Regions from separate parts of the Cricetulus griseus genome. Here region 2 is linked to region 1. Evidence: chromatin contacts called from public Hi-C data. All regions are on one chromosome and are shown on one strand. The core of a region is the stretch at or near the end of the contact, and the rest is flanking DNA. Distances in the headings are between cores, read along the strand shown.

The links. A called contact is a pair of places that touch in the nucleus more often than the background predicts.
Region 2: a Hi-C map of the CHK-Q cell line shows a contact between it and region 1, with 6 times the contacts expected there. The contact joins two enhancer-like sites. A contact is called at or near these places in 5 of 8 Hi-C or Micro-C datasets (the CHK-Q cell line, the CHL-YN cell line, the CHO-K1 cell line and 1 more).

What each region holds. Positions count from the first base shown.
Region 1 is chr3:145,751,959-145,758,353 of CriGri-PICRH-1.0, reverse strand. No RefSeq gene overlaps it. Among named protein-coding and RNA genes, the nearest start is that of Zdhhc13, 36 kb to the left of the region's middle. Within about 2 kb of position 2,868, at least 1 of the 6 cell types and tissues checked has open chromatin away from gene starts, as enhancers often do.
Region 2 is chr3:146,129,820-146,136,214 of CriGri-PICRH-1.0, reverse strand. No RefSeq gene overlaps it. Among named protein-coding and RNA genes, the nearest start is that of Nav2, 140 kb to the left of the region's middle. Within about 2 kb of position 2,429, at least 1 of the 6 cell types and tissues checked has open chromatin away from gene starts, as enhancers often do.

The DNA of each region.
Region 1 (6,395 bases), core at 1,619-4,118:
CTCCATTGACTAGCTGCTCAGCTGAGACAGCAGGCTTCCTATGCATTACCAGGATCCTCCTCCCCAAGCCTTGTGCCTCCCTTAGTCTTTCTATCATCATCTCTCCTCTCCTCTGTGCTGGGGCACTATGGAACAGCATGAGGTTCATGGGACATTAGCCCGGTTCTTTCCTGGTGCAGCTTGTGTGAGCATGCTGCAAGAAGCTGCCATACTTCATCGGGGCAGGGATTCTGAGTACGAAATGAACCTTGTGTGAGGAGCAGGACGGTGGGACATTTTTCTTGGGAATTTAAAGCAATCTTATGTAATTTTATAGTTCTGGAAGCCAGACTCCAGATGGCTTCCTCCATTCCCTTTCTTTCCAGAGAAGTAGGCTTAGTAGACTTTGTATATAGAAGGACAACTTCCTCTCTCTTTAGCTATGCCATTGTGGACACTTACAGATGCCTTCCACACTAGGGATGAAAACAATACCAGTCAGAAATTTTTACAACACCAAAGGAAGTCTAGTCCTGCCTCTGGCTCTGAGGAAGTTTATTTAGATCCTTAATGGCGAGAAGCTGAAGGCTTTGAGAGTACACCCAGCCTGGGGGACCAGGGTGTGCCTTACTTTCCTTGAGAGTTAGGATGGGCAGTGATGGGACCCAGGGTTGGTGCATCTTCTGCTCTCAGCATGAATCTAAGGCAATCACACAGACTGGCAGCAGGGGGGGTGGCGTAAGGGAAGCTGGTGGCAGGAGAAGGCTCAGTAGGTACAAGGGCACCATGAAAGCTCCAGGCAGAACAGCACTAGCACCTCTGAGCCCACTTCCTGGTGGCCATGCCTGACTCAAGACCCACCCAGAGCTGACTCTTGTCAATTGTGCTGTCTGATGGACTGAAAGGCAAGAGCTGACAGAGGTGCCAAAATGGATCTCATCTTTCTCTATGAGCAACTGGACCCAGAGAGAAGCCGGTGGAAGAAAGAACAAGTATTGTTTGGTCCCATCCTCACGCATCACTCAGACTCTTACCCCCTTCCTGTTCTGGATCTTGTGAAAGACAAACCTGTGCTTTGCTACACAGGTGAGTCCCAGGGCACTGGGAAAGCTGCAGGTTCTGATTCGGTGGATGTGGGAGGGGAATAAGATGCAAATGTCTTATGGGTTCCTGAGTGAAGCTGTCTCCAAATTCTTAGCCTATGAAAGGGACTTTTTAAAATTTTATTTTATTTTATGTGGATTTGTATTTTTCCTGCATGTATATCTGTGTGAAGGTGTCAGAAGCCCTGGAACTGGAGTTACAGACAATTGTGAGCTGCCATGTGGATGCTGGGAATTGAACCTGAGACCTCTGGAAGAGCAGCCAGTGCTCTTAACCACGGAGCCATTTCTCCAGGACAATTCTTAGCCTATTAAACGCAGACACATAAGAAGGATATCTTTTGAAACACTCTTTCCAATGCATAGCACAGACTTTAAGGCAGGAGAGCCATGCCAGCACGAAGACAGATTCAAGCGTACATGTGTGAGGAAACTGGCAAACACTGAGGCGTTTTATGCCTTTGCATGGCATGGAACTGTTAGGCCATAGAATTTGCTGGGTAGAAAAGGTTGCCACTCCTCATTGATCTCCTTACCCAGGCAGGGTACAGAATTGTGTTGGTGATGCCTCTACATAAAACAGTCCTCAGGAGTAGCTATGCCCCCAGAAAAAGGGTGATCAAGGAGAAAGGGAATAAAACTCCATGTCTGCTTTGATTTGGGCTTGGTGGAGGAAGAAAGCTCTTGAGGTTTCAAAGCCAAGCATTCATGGTTTGGGACTGAGAAGTAACACGAAGCTAAGCATGGCCTCAAAACCCCCGAGACGGTCAGTTAAAACAAAACAAGTGGGGCCTGGCTGTTGTCCCTATGTCATGATGTCTGGCAGAAGTGGTTTCAATCTCTGTGTAGGACTGTACCTTCAAGCTAGCCCTATAAATTCCCCACTCTAGGGGCTCACAGTGAAAACTGCAGCACACAAAGAAACATCACCACCACAGAAACAGCCATGACAGTAACAGCAAGGCAGAGTAATGGGGTGATAGTTCGGCTGGGTGAGGTGCCTACTGTCCTAGCACCCACCTCACATCTGGATGTGGAGGCATGCCTTTCTAACCCCAGTGCTGGGAGGGGCAGACAGGGAGATGCTTAGGGCTCACTGGCCGGCCACCCCAGCCAAATTAGGGAGCTTCGGACCAAGAAAGAAACCCTGTCTCAAAAAACAAGGTGGATAGCACCTAAGCTACCACTGGGGATTGAGTCCTGGCCTCCACACAGGGGCAGGGGCTTAAAGGTGGATCGATTGGGAGGTGGGGGAGCTGGGGGAGGGGAAATATGATCAAAATATATTGTATCAAAATAATTGGAAAGAGGTCTATCCCCAGCAGTTACCATGCCTGAGCCTGAGGCAGGGAGTAGTTATCCCAGATGGATAATCCTTCCGGGTCACCCCTCTACTTACTCTTCCCTTCTACTGTGCCCCATCTTGTTCTCGGTTCCCTGGCTCCTTTCCCAGCTCCCAGCATTGACTCCTGGTCCTCACCCTTATTTAAGGAAAACACTCAGCTGCTCCCATGGTCCCCTCTCAACTCCATATTGCACAGGGGCCACTGTCAGTGCAAGGGTGTGTGTGGGGCTCTCAAGCAGCCATGCTGACGGCAGTTAGAACCACACTCCATTTCACCACTGCCCTCAGTGTGCCCTGCTTGCTGCCGACATAGTGAGTTCAGCGGAGACAGGCAGACACCACACTCAGCTAGAAACTGCCAGAGCCAGGACTTACACCCATCTTCCAAAGATGCCCTCCCGCCCCCGCCCCCTCCCCGGTGTGCCACAGCTACCTCTAATTAGAGCTAAGTTAATGACCAACCCGCCTCTCCTTTTATTGTGCTAAACCCTGACCAGCCTTTTCAATCTTCTAACCTTAAATTTACCCAGTTGGCTGAGAAATCTTTGGGGTCATTGCCAAGCGCAGTGTTAAGATCAAGGAAATATTAATGTGTGTTCCCTTAATTCAAAGGTCAGTGGAGACAAAAAAATCAGCCCAGCACAGCAGAGTACAGGGTGCCAGGTACCAGGAAAAACAGGGTCCCTGTGGGTGCCACTTTCTTCCATCCCCATCTTGGAGCAATAGAAAAACACTCTTTTAAACTGTAAGGGCAAACACGAAAGGCCCCACAAACATGACCATATGTACACACAGCTGGGCAGTGAGGTTTAAGGTGGAGCCCTGTGAAAGAAGTCTGTTGGCGCCCTCTTGTGGGGAAGTTTAACACTGCAGTGACACTGAACCCATCCCTATCCCTCAGAGCAGCTGTCCAAAACTGGACTCTCATCCTTAGAGCCTTTCAATGGCTTTGGCCTTAGACAAGCCTAACCTCCAAGTCCTATTCCTCCATCGATCACTCTGGTCCAGTTAGACCAGGGACCAGCATTCTAAGCTGAGATCCTGAGGCAGAAAGGAGCTCAGTGCATCTGGGCACAGAGAAGCCTGCATGGCAGATGGCAGAAACAATAGAGGTGTTCCAGCAGAAGTGGGTGTCACAGAGTCGTCCCTGATAACACCCACATTATTCTAGTGGTAATCAGGCCTCGTTTACACTCTCTATATCTTTTCTTTTACCTTGTACCTTCACATCTATTCTTCAGTAAATTCATCCAGGTCTGATCTGAGGCCATCCATTCTCCTCATCTCCAGAGCCACATCTGGCCAATTGGCATCCCCTCCTGCAGTAGCTTCATAATGCATCTCTATGCCCTCACAATGCCTTTTCTTCTCAGCCTGAAAGTGATGCAACTCTTGTGGACCAGATTGGGTCTCATCCTTAGAGCCCTTCAATGCCTTTGTCCTTAGAATAAGACTAACACCCAAGTTCTGTGTATCGCTTATTCACTCTGGTTCAGCCTCAGAGCCTTTGAACCTGTGGGTCCCCACACCAGGATGCACCAGGTTCCTCCTTTTCATTCTCCAGGAATTGGCTTCAGTTGCCCAGAAGCTGGGAAGAGACTTATAGAGACCCTTATAGCCAATTGATCCTGGCTACCCACCCTCCCCATGCATAGCTCAGCCCCTAGCTGTCTGTAAGCTAGATGTAGCTAACCTGGTCAAAACTGTTTTCCTAAACTCAGGCTGGACACAAAGAGCTGGCGCGACACAGAGCCTCTTCTTATCCAACGAGTAAATCCTAGAATACGCAGAGCATCTGGGAGTTAGTCATTCACTTCCTCAGCGGTGAGCCTAAGTGGATCGGTGCCTGAACTTTTGTTCCCCCTGCTCTGTCACCCAGTCCTGTGCCTCAGAGTTCAGACACACCCTGCCCTACCCTGGCAGCCACCACCACCTCTCCCAGACCCACCCAGGGGCCACTAACAGTCTCCCGGCCCCACCCTGGTTGCGCACTGACTTGGGAAAACTAGGCTAGCAGACTCATGAGGTGGAGTCATTTCTGAAGGCTTCTGGGAAGAAGAAACTGCTGTGAAGGTCACCGAGGCTTCCCAAAATTCAGTGACATTGTTTGGTGAGCCATCTGCTGAGACCCATGAGGCAGCCAGTCTCCGTATTTTTCATTCCCGTGATGAGAGAGAATTAGAAATGCCATGGTGATCCTCTCCTATTTGATAGGTTTCCAGTTCGCCACCCACCCACCCATCCACCCACCCAATCAATTCTTATTCAAGTAAAATGTTTACTAGAGGCATCTGTTCTGACAGAGAAGCAGCGGCAGAGGTGCAGCCTGGGGCTTCTCTCAGTTGCAGGCCGGCAGGGGAGTCATGGCTTACTTTGTTTCTGACGTCAACCCTAAAGACTAGCATCGTTAGCTGTGCTGAATGGCCTTGGAGATTTGCACTCCAAACCAGGCTTAAGAGGTTTTGGAGAAGTCCAGGAAGAGAATGGAACAGTCAAGAAGATCAAGATGAGGGTCGCATGCTGTTTGGTTTTTCAGCCGACTGTGTCTCCTAAGCTGGCCAGTCAAGGATGACCTGATTTTAGCACCATTGACTGCCATCTAGTGCTCAAATATGGTAACGTCAAATTTCTTTTACATGCCTAATGTCTTATATGATTCCTTTGAGAATCCAAAGTCAAATTTAAAAGATTGCTCTTTGTTCTCCCAGTGTCAGGATCCCTGAAGTTACATAAGTAAGCAAGAGATATTCAAGTCAACCAATCCATTCATTCTTATTCAAATAAAACAGACACAGAAACACAAATACCACATTAACTCATATGCGTACCCTACAACAGTTAATCTTAAACATTAAGGGTCAAGAGGTAGTTTGGCTGGGGAAGTAGCAGGGATGGGATATATGATCAGTGGGGACTAATTTACAGTTGGATAAGAGTATTGGTGTGCAGTCCCTGTGGGGTGATAATAAAAAATGGTGGTGCATTTTCCAAAAATCTAAAGAAAAGTTTTTTTCCATAAAGAAATGGAAATAGGTATGCCTATCCTATTTTGAGCACCATACAATGTATTGCATTGTTGTATGATATCCTATGGATATGTACCGTTTTTACATGTCAATTAAAATAGAATAGTATTGAGTTTCTCACTTAGCTCTGTACATGTTAGTAAAACATCTGGTGGAGGTCCTGAATTTAACCTGAAACTTGGCAATGGAATTGGAGGCAGAATAACAGAACTTACTGAGCGTCTGTGAATCAGCTGTTGTACTAGGCAGTTTATATTGTACCATTCACATTTTAATATGACAATTCTGAAAGGCATGTATAATGCTTGCTATAGTTCAAAATCAGGGCTTACTCAGACAGTCAACACACAGGACTTGCCACCAGCCTAGTTTGTGAAGCACAAAGCTTTACTAAATGATTCCAGTGTCACAGCTGGGAGGGGTCAGTCCCATTTTATGAAGAAGGAGAGGAGACTGAGGGAAGTGGCTCTGTCCAGGTCACCCAGCTCACACTGTGAGCGAGCTAGTGCCTGGGCTTAGGTTTGAATCTAAGTATTATTGTGTTGAAAGAGTGATCTCGAAGAAACCGCTTTACCATTTGCTCTTAACCAGTTCTCTATCTCCCTAAGATATTATTTTTCTTGGCTTCAATAAAGATCTCTCCTTTTCCACTTCATCTCCTGGGCTGGCTTTATTATGCTGAAGCTTGGTGCATGGGTGGTCTGCTTGACCATCAAATGTGCTGGTTAACATGTCTTAGCCCAGATCTGTACCATGTATTTATTTTTAAAATTTAAAATGAAATGTATTTTTATGTGTTAGTCTGGGGGTAGCTCTGGCTGGTCTGGAACTCTCCATGTAGACCATGGCTTCAAGCTCACAGAGACCCTTAGACCTCTAGTGGGTTTAAGGCATGCATCAGCATGCATGGCCTTGTTCTTAAAATCATGGTTTCAGGGGAAA
Region 2 (6,395 bases), core at 1,180-3,679, 380 kb before region 1:
ATCCAGCTTGCCAAGAAGATCCTGACATTAGCTCCCCTTATTCCCTAAAGATGGGTTATGTGACTGGCACCCAAATCTATATTTACACACCCTCTGCGTTCCAGCCCCACCCCTTGGCAGTAGTTCACACACAACCATTCCTTCTCCCCTTCTCCAAGAACAAAGTTTGGCTTTGTCCATGCTATGAAAACTCAGATCAGGTTTATTTTTGGGTATAGTAGATGATGGAAGGTGGCATTTTGTGTTACTGTCAGGCCCTGAAGAGGATTTAGCTCTGATACCCTGTCAGTCACCCTGAGCTCAAAACCACAGCCCATGTTTCTGCCTCCCAGGACACAGCCCTTGTGTCCAGATGTTGCAGCTCACCAGCTGTATTAGCCATTGTTGGACCAGTTTTGCCTTATTTCATGAGGGTGACAACAGTGGCCTCACAGAACTGCTTGGAGACTTTGTGGCAGAAGGCACAAGTGTATTAAAAAGTGCTTAGTGCCCAGAAGCAGCAAGTGCACAGTGAATGGCTATAATTCTTCTTGCTGGTACCACTGTGAATTCTTTGAGAAGAATGAGCATCTAGCTTCTCCCCTGCCATGGAAACCCAGGTCACAGCTTTGGTACATGGGTCCTTGGGCGTATCTCTAGAAGAGCAAGAGGCGAGAGGCCAGTCTTAGTGGGACTTTGGGGGAATTCTACTCAGGGAAGGTGGGTGGCAGCTGTGCAGTAGAGGAAGGCAGGCTGAGTCTCCCACTCTGCAACCTGACAAAGAAAGGGCTTGGGGGCTCAGCCAGGCCCTTCATAGATGGTGGCTGGGAATAGCCAATCGTGTTTGCTCCCTCAGTTGCTGGGAACAGTGTCCCTTTCTGTGGGCCTATTGTCTCTAGCAAAGCAGGCACATACCTCTCATTGGCGCTTATGGGATTATGCACTGCTATCAGGAGGGCAACAGTGTGTCCCCTCGGCAGCAGAGTCTGCCTCAGTGTGGCCAGTGGGTTGATTATCAGCTGACCACAGGGAGAGCTCTTTCAAGAGAACTATTCATGCCTGAGCGTTTGTAGCCTGTCTGCTTCTTGATAACTTCTCAGGGAAGACACTGATTGCATCGCGTTCAGATGTAGTGAAAAGGCTTCAAATGTCCATGACATTTGATCCTCAAATCAAAATGGCAGCAGATAATGGCTTTCCACATGGCTGCGTGTCTCTGTGGGCTTCAGTCTCTTTTCCCCCTTCCCCCAAAGAAGAATGCCAAGAAATGTTTGAACTCTAAGCGTCTTTTAAACTCGGTAGCTAAAGGTTGTCACCACATGGGAGCAGAAGTTATGTCAATAGACTGCAAAAAAGAACACATGGTTTACAAGATGAAATAAAATTAAGATTAAATATAATTAGAATAAAGATTTATGTGACTGGGGAGAAGAAAGTTTGAACTTAATTGAGCAAAACACACCAACTGGAAAAAGAATACAAAACAAAACAAAACAAAACAAAACAAAAAAACAAAAAAAACCTGATCCATAGATTTTGTCCAATACGGTTTGAAAAGGAATACTGAAAAACGTTCCAAAAAATCTTGAGGGAATCAACATTCCCTATATGTACCGTTTCCTCTGGACTAGACTCTGACCCCCGACACAAGCCTGAGGACGTGAAAGCTTTGACTGTGACTGGAATTGACACAAGGTAAAATCTGGAAGCTCGTTGTCTGAGGTTCCCCAGCTTAGGGCTGTTGCTCACACAGAACCAGTGTTTCCTTCTGGCCTTTTGGTGCTGTGGACGTTTGGAACTCCTGAGAGAATCATCCAGCATGGGTCAGGATGGAGGTAGGGTCTACTTTCTGTCCCAAAGAGGGTCCTCTGGAAACCCCTCTTGAGTAGATATTGGTCAGACCAATGTTGGAAGAGAGTAGAAAATTAAGCTTTGTATCTGGAAACTGGTACCTTTTTATACACAACACCTCCTGTACATAACTGTGCATCCCTAGCTTTCAGACCACTGTTCTACCTGACCTTAAAGAAACTCAGATCATAGGAATACTGTATTAAGCAAGATAAAGCTGTTGATTCTAGAGACCTTAAGTGATAATGGAATTTAATTAAAAAAATAAAATAAACGGTTGATGCTCTGCACATATGTACGAAGCTGGCATGGCGGTACACATTGTAATCCCAGAGTTGGAGGAGCCAGAGATTGGTAGATCCGGGGCTTATTGGCCAGTCTGCATGCCCTGCCAGTGTAGTCTAACCAAATGAACCCAGGCCAGTGAGAGACTCTGTCTCAAAAATTAAAATGTGCAGCACCTAAGGAATGGCTTACATAAATAGCATGCTGTGTGGTGCACACATACACTTTGGCTGGACAGGATGTGCCTGTGGCCTGTGCTCAGCACTAAGGAGAGCCAACCTGGACACAGATAGTAAAGTCAGCTCTGTCTCAAACTCACCAAACAGAAAGAGGAGACAAAGTCCACTTGGCAGCTGCTGAGACTTAGCTAGTTCCAAAGCCTGTCACTGAGATGGCTTGGCCAAATGGCTGAGCAGCTTCAGCAGGACAGACAGACAGAATCTGGGTATCGGGAGGGACTGTGAAGAAGAAGGGGGCTGGAGAGGCTTGGCTGGGAACCCAGCCCCTGTTGTTCCTTAAGCAGGAAGCTTGAAGCTTAGGCCAAGGCTTCTCACTTCTCCTCAGTGTAAAGAGCTGTGACAGCAACAGACCATCCTCCGGAGACAGCGGGTTGAGGTCGGCTTAGACCACACAGAGTGGGCAGTTTATCCTGCTGGCTACTGTCACCAGCAACGTCCTTGTCAGTTGGTGCTGCTGTAACCACAGAGCTGCTGGGGGCTGACAGGAAACACCACATGGGGCATCAGCCACCTCTCTTGGTTTCTGGACTCTCTTTTTCCTTTTAACAAAGATAAGGAGCCATTCTAGATCATTGGGACCCTTTACAATTTTTAAATTTCATTTTTTTATTTATGTGTATGTGTGTACATGTGCATTCAGGTGCACTATAGACGATGGTGTCAGATTCCTGGGGCTGGAGTTACAGGCAGTTGTGTGCCACCTGACATGGGTGCTGGGAACCGAACACTCTCAACTGCTGAGCCATCTCTTCACCCCACTCCCCCAGAGACCTGTTTTATAATCCCCTTCATCCCATGGCCATCACAATTTGAAAGGCATTGTCCTAAACAAGTTCAATATCTGAAAGGTAATTAATGCACAGCTCTGTTTTTGTTGGTGTTTGTTTGTTTTAGTTAACCAGGGGCTCATGTGATTGCTAATACAAATCTCCACTGTCCTAAATAGCCTATTTGGGCCTATTATAACTCTTGTTAAAGGCAAATCTCTGCGTACCCAAGACCATGTCCTACTGTGTGTAATTATAAAGCTAAAAACATTTGCTAGACATTAAGGGATTCTTTTTTTTTTAAGATTTATTTATTTATTTTATTATATGTATGCTCTAACCAATTTATACCAGAAGAGGGCATCTGATCCCTCTATAGATGGTTGTGAGCCACCATGTGGTTGCTTGGACCTCTGGAAGAGCAGGCAGTGCTGTTAACCATTGAACCATCTCTCCAGCCCTGACATTACAGGATTCTAAGAATGGCTCCTGGCTCTCTTATCATCTTCCCAAAGTCCAAGAGCATCAACATGAGAATATAGGATAATCCTAGGCTCCAGCTTCTAGAACCTGGCTCATGGTCAAGAATTCAGACCACATCTGCATCCTGTCCTCTGCTAAGACATATGTCAGCAGGTGCAGACCCAAAGTCAGATCTTCAGCTTGTTTTTGCAAGCTTTGATAGATGTTGGTACATCCTGGGATCTTGTTCAAGTTTAGGGTCTGATTTGTGAGTCTGTAGCCGGGGCTAGGTTCTGTATTTTGATATGGACATGTGGGCAGGTGATGCTGGCTCTTGGTGCACACACTCTGAACAGAAAGGATCTAATGTTCCCTCCAATGGTGTTTTAGTAGAGTGGCAGGGTTCAAACTGGGAGAGAATGGTTCAAATGCAGTCAACACACAGGACTGATGGCTTTGAAGTTCACAGTCCCTGACTTAAATGTCAGATGGCCTTTGTAACAGCTGGGGAGCTGTAAGAAGGCTGATGGATTTCACTACAGCTGGTTTTCTACTCTACAGGTGGGAGGAAAACTGTCTCTACTTTATTAGCTGGCATAGAACGTTGATCAGGACCTTGCATGTAACCCCCCAGGGTGAGGTACATGACAGGTGCTAAGGCAATGGCAGCCTTCTGTGGTTTTCTGGCTCTCACTGCTTGGCTCTGTGTCCTTGAAGGACTTTCTAAGACTCCTTGGCTTTAGGCAAAAGCCTAACAACTTGCACTCAGGTTCCCTGGCACCCAGCTTCTGGGGCTGGGTTCTGATGGATTGATCTGCGGCTACTGTCTTGGGTCTATCTGTCCAGTTTAGCAGCTTCATTGAAAGATTTTTTTTAGAGGTGCCACCCTATACCTTGGAGGTGCACCTGATGGCTAATGGACCTGAACAACAAGACAATTGTGTTCATGTTGCTGAGAGTTTGCTGAAAATCCTAATTCTCAAACCCCAGATTAGATCTTCTTGGGCCCACTGATCCCTGACTGTCAACGGGGAACACAACTTGGCTCATGAATGATGAGACCCTGAGATCAAAGGAGGCAGAAGAAAGTGCTTGGATATCATTTATTAATAAGGGATAAATAGAATGCTAATTAAGGCAGAGCCTGCAAGAAGGCAAATTCCCCAAGTAAAACTTTAGGGAATGCTCCAATGATTACCATTTTAATTAAAAATGCATCATTCAGTACAAATGATGGGACACTCCTTCCCAGCACGAGAGCTGTCTGAGATGCAGAGCTGGATCCATCTTCCAAGGGTGCAGAGGAGCTGGCAATGAGCTGGTAGAGGAACCCATGACAGGGTAGACTGTGTCTTGCCTTAGTCCTTACCCTAGTTGCTATTGTCTGACAGGCTTGGGACTCTGCCGACCTCTGTCCCCTTACTCTTCAGGGTAAAGCATGCTTGTGTCTCTCCTAAACAAGTTTCTACTACAGAGCCTCCGAGCCTGCGCTTTTCTGGTTACTCAGCTGTTTCCTAACTGTTCCCCTTGTCCTTGTCTCACCTGCTTCCCCAAGAGTCACCGTTAAGCCATGGTCCACAGATGGCTGAGGGATCTAGCTTAAATCAAGCCAATCCTCTCCCCTATGTCCTCTGCTGGCCCCTTCCAAACCACACCAATGACACAAGCCTCAATTACTCAGCTTTCATTAGCAAATGATGACCTGCTCCCAAAATGAGGAAACTGAGGCTCAGGGACACAATTCCTAGGCCAGTTGTGTGATGCATGAATAGCAGAGTGGAGGAGCTAGAGAGACGGCTCGGTGGTTACGAGCACTGGCTGATGTTCCAGAGCACCCAGGTTCAATTCCCTGCACCCACATAGCCATCTGTAACTCCAGTTCTAGGAGATCAAGCCCTTTTTGCCCTCCAAGCACATGATACAGACAGACATGAAAGTAAACACTCATAACACATAAAACAAACAAACTAATATTTATTGAAAAAAGCAGCAGAGTGAGTATTTGATGCGGGCCCGAGAGTCACTTTGGAGCCTCCTTCTTGGCCATCAGCCTGACTGCCTATGTGGCTTCTTTTCTATAGGGATGACATCTAGGTTCCTGCTATGGGGCAGTGTTCTCAGAGCTGGCCTCTTCTACTCCACCCTCACTTCCCAGGCTCCAGATATTGTTCCAGAAGCCCTCAGCTCCAAGCTTTGTGCCCTTGGACTATTCCCATGGCCCACCACCATCTATAGCACTCATATTTTCCATTCATCAGATGCTGGGCCCTTCCCTTCTCTTCTGCACATTTTCCCTCCATCTCTTACTCCATGCTGAGCTTTCTCCACGCCCTTCCTTCCTTTCTCCCATCTCTTGAACTCCCTTTCTTCTCTGCTCTATATCCTGCTTTGCCTCCCTACCATGAGACATCAAGCTCTTAGGGTACATAGGCTGTGCCCTTCTTGACATTGTCGTCTCCTCATATAGTGCATGACCCAAAATGGGGGCTTAAAACATGCTTACCCAAGTCACTTGACCAACAAACAATTAGCCACACACTGAAGTCTGCACTCTTGGGCACAGCAAGGCAGAGCTGGATTAAGTTCCCTGCTCTCGGGGAATGTGCATTTGACTGGGGGAGTCAACCAAGAATCAAACAGGCAAGCACATTAAGATGACACCAGAAGGTGGCCAGGACTCCTGGGCCCCAAACAGAAGGGCAATCGGAGAGTCACAAGACATGCAAGCCCAGGAACCCATAGCTGGCATCACATGAGTAGGAGTCCAAGATGGAATGAGGACAGCTACATAGGGCCTGGTAGGTTAAAAAGT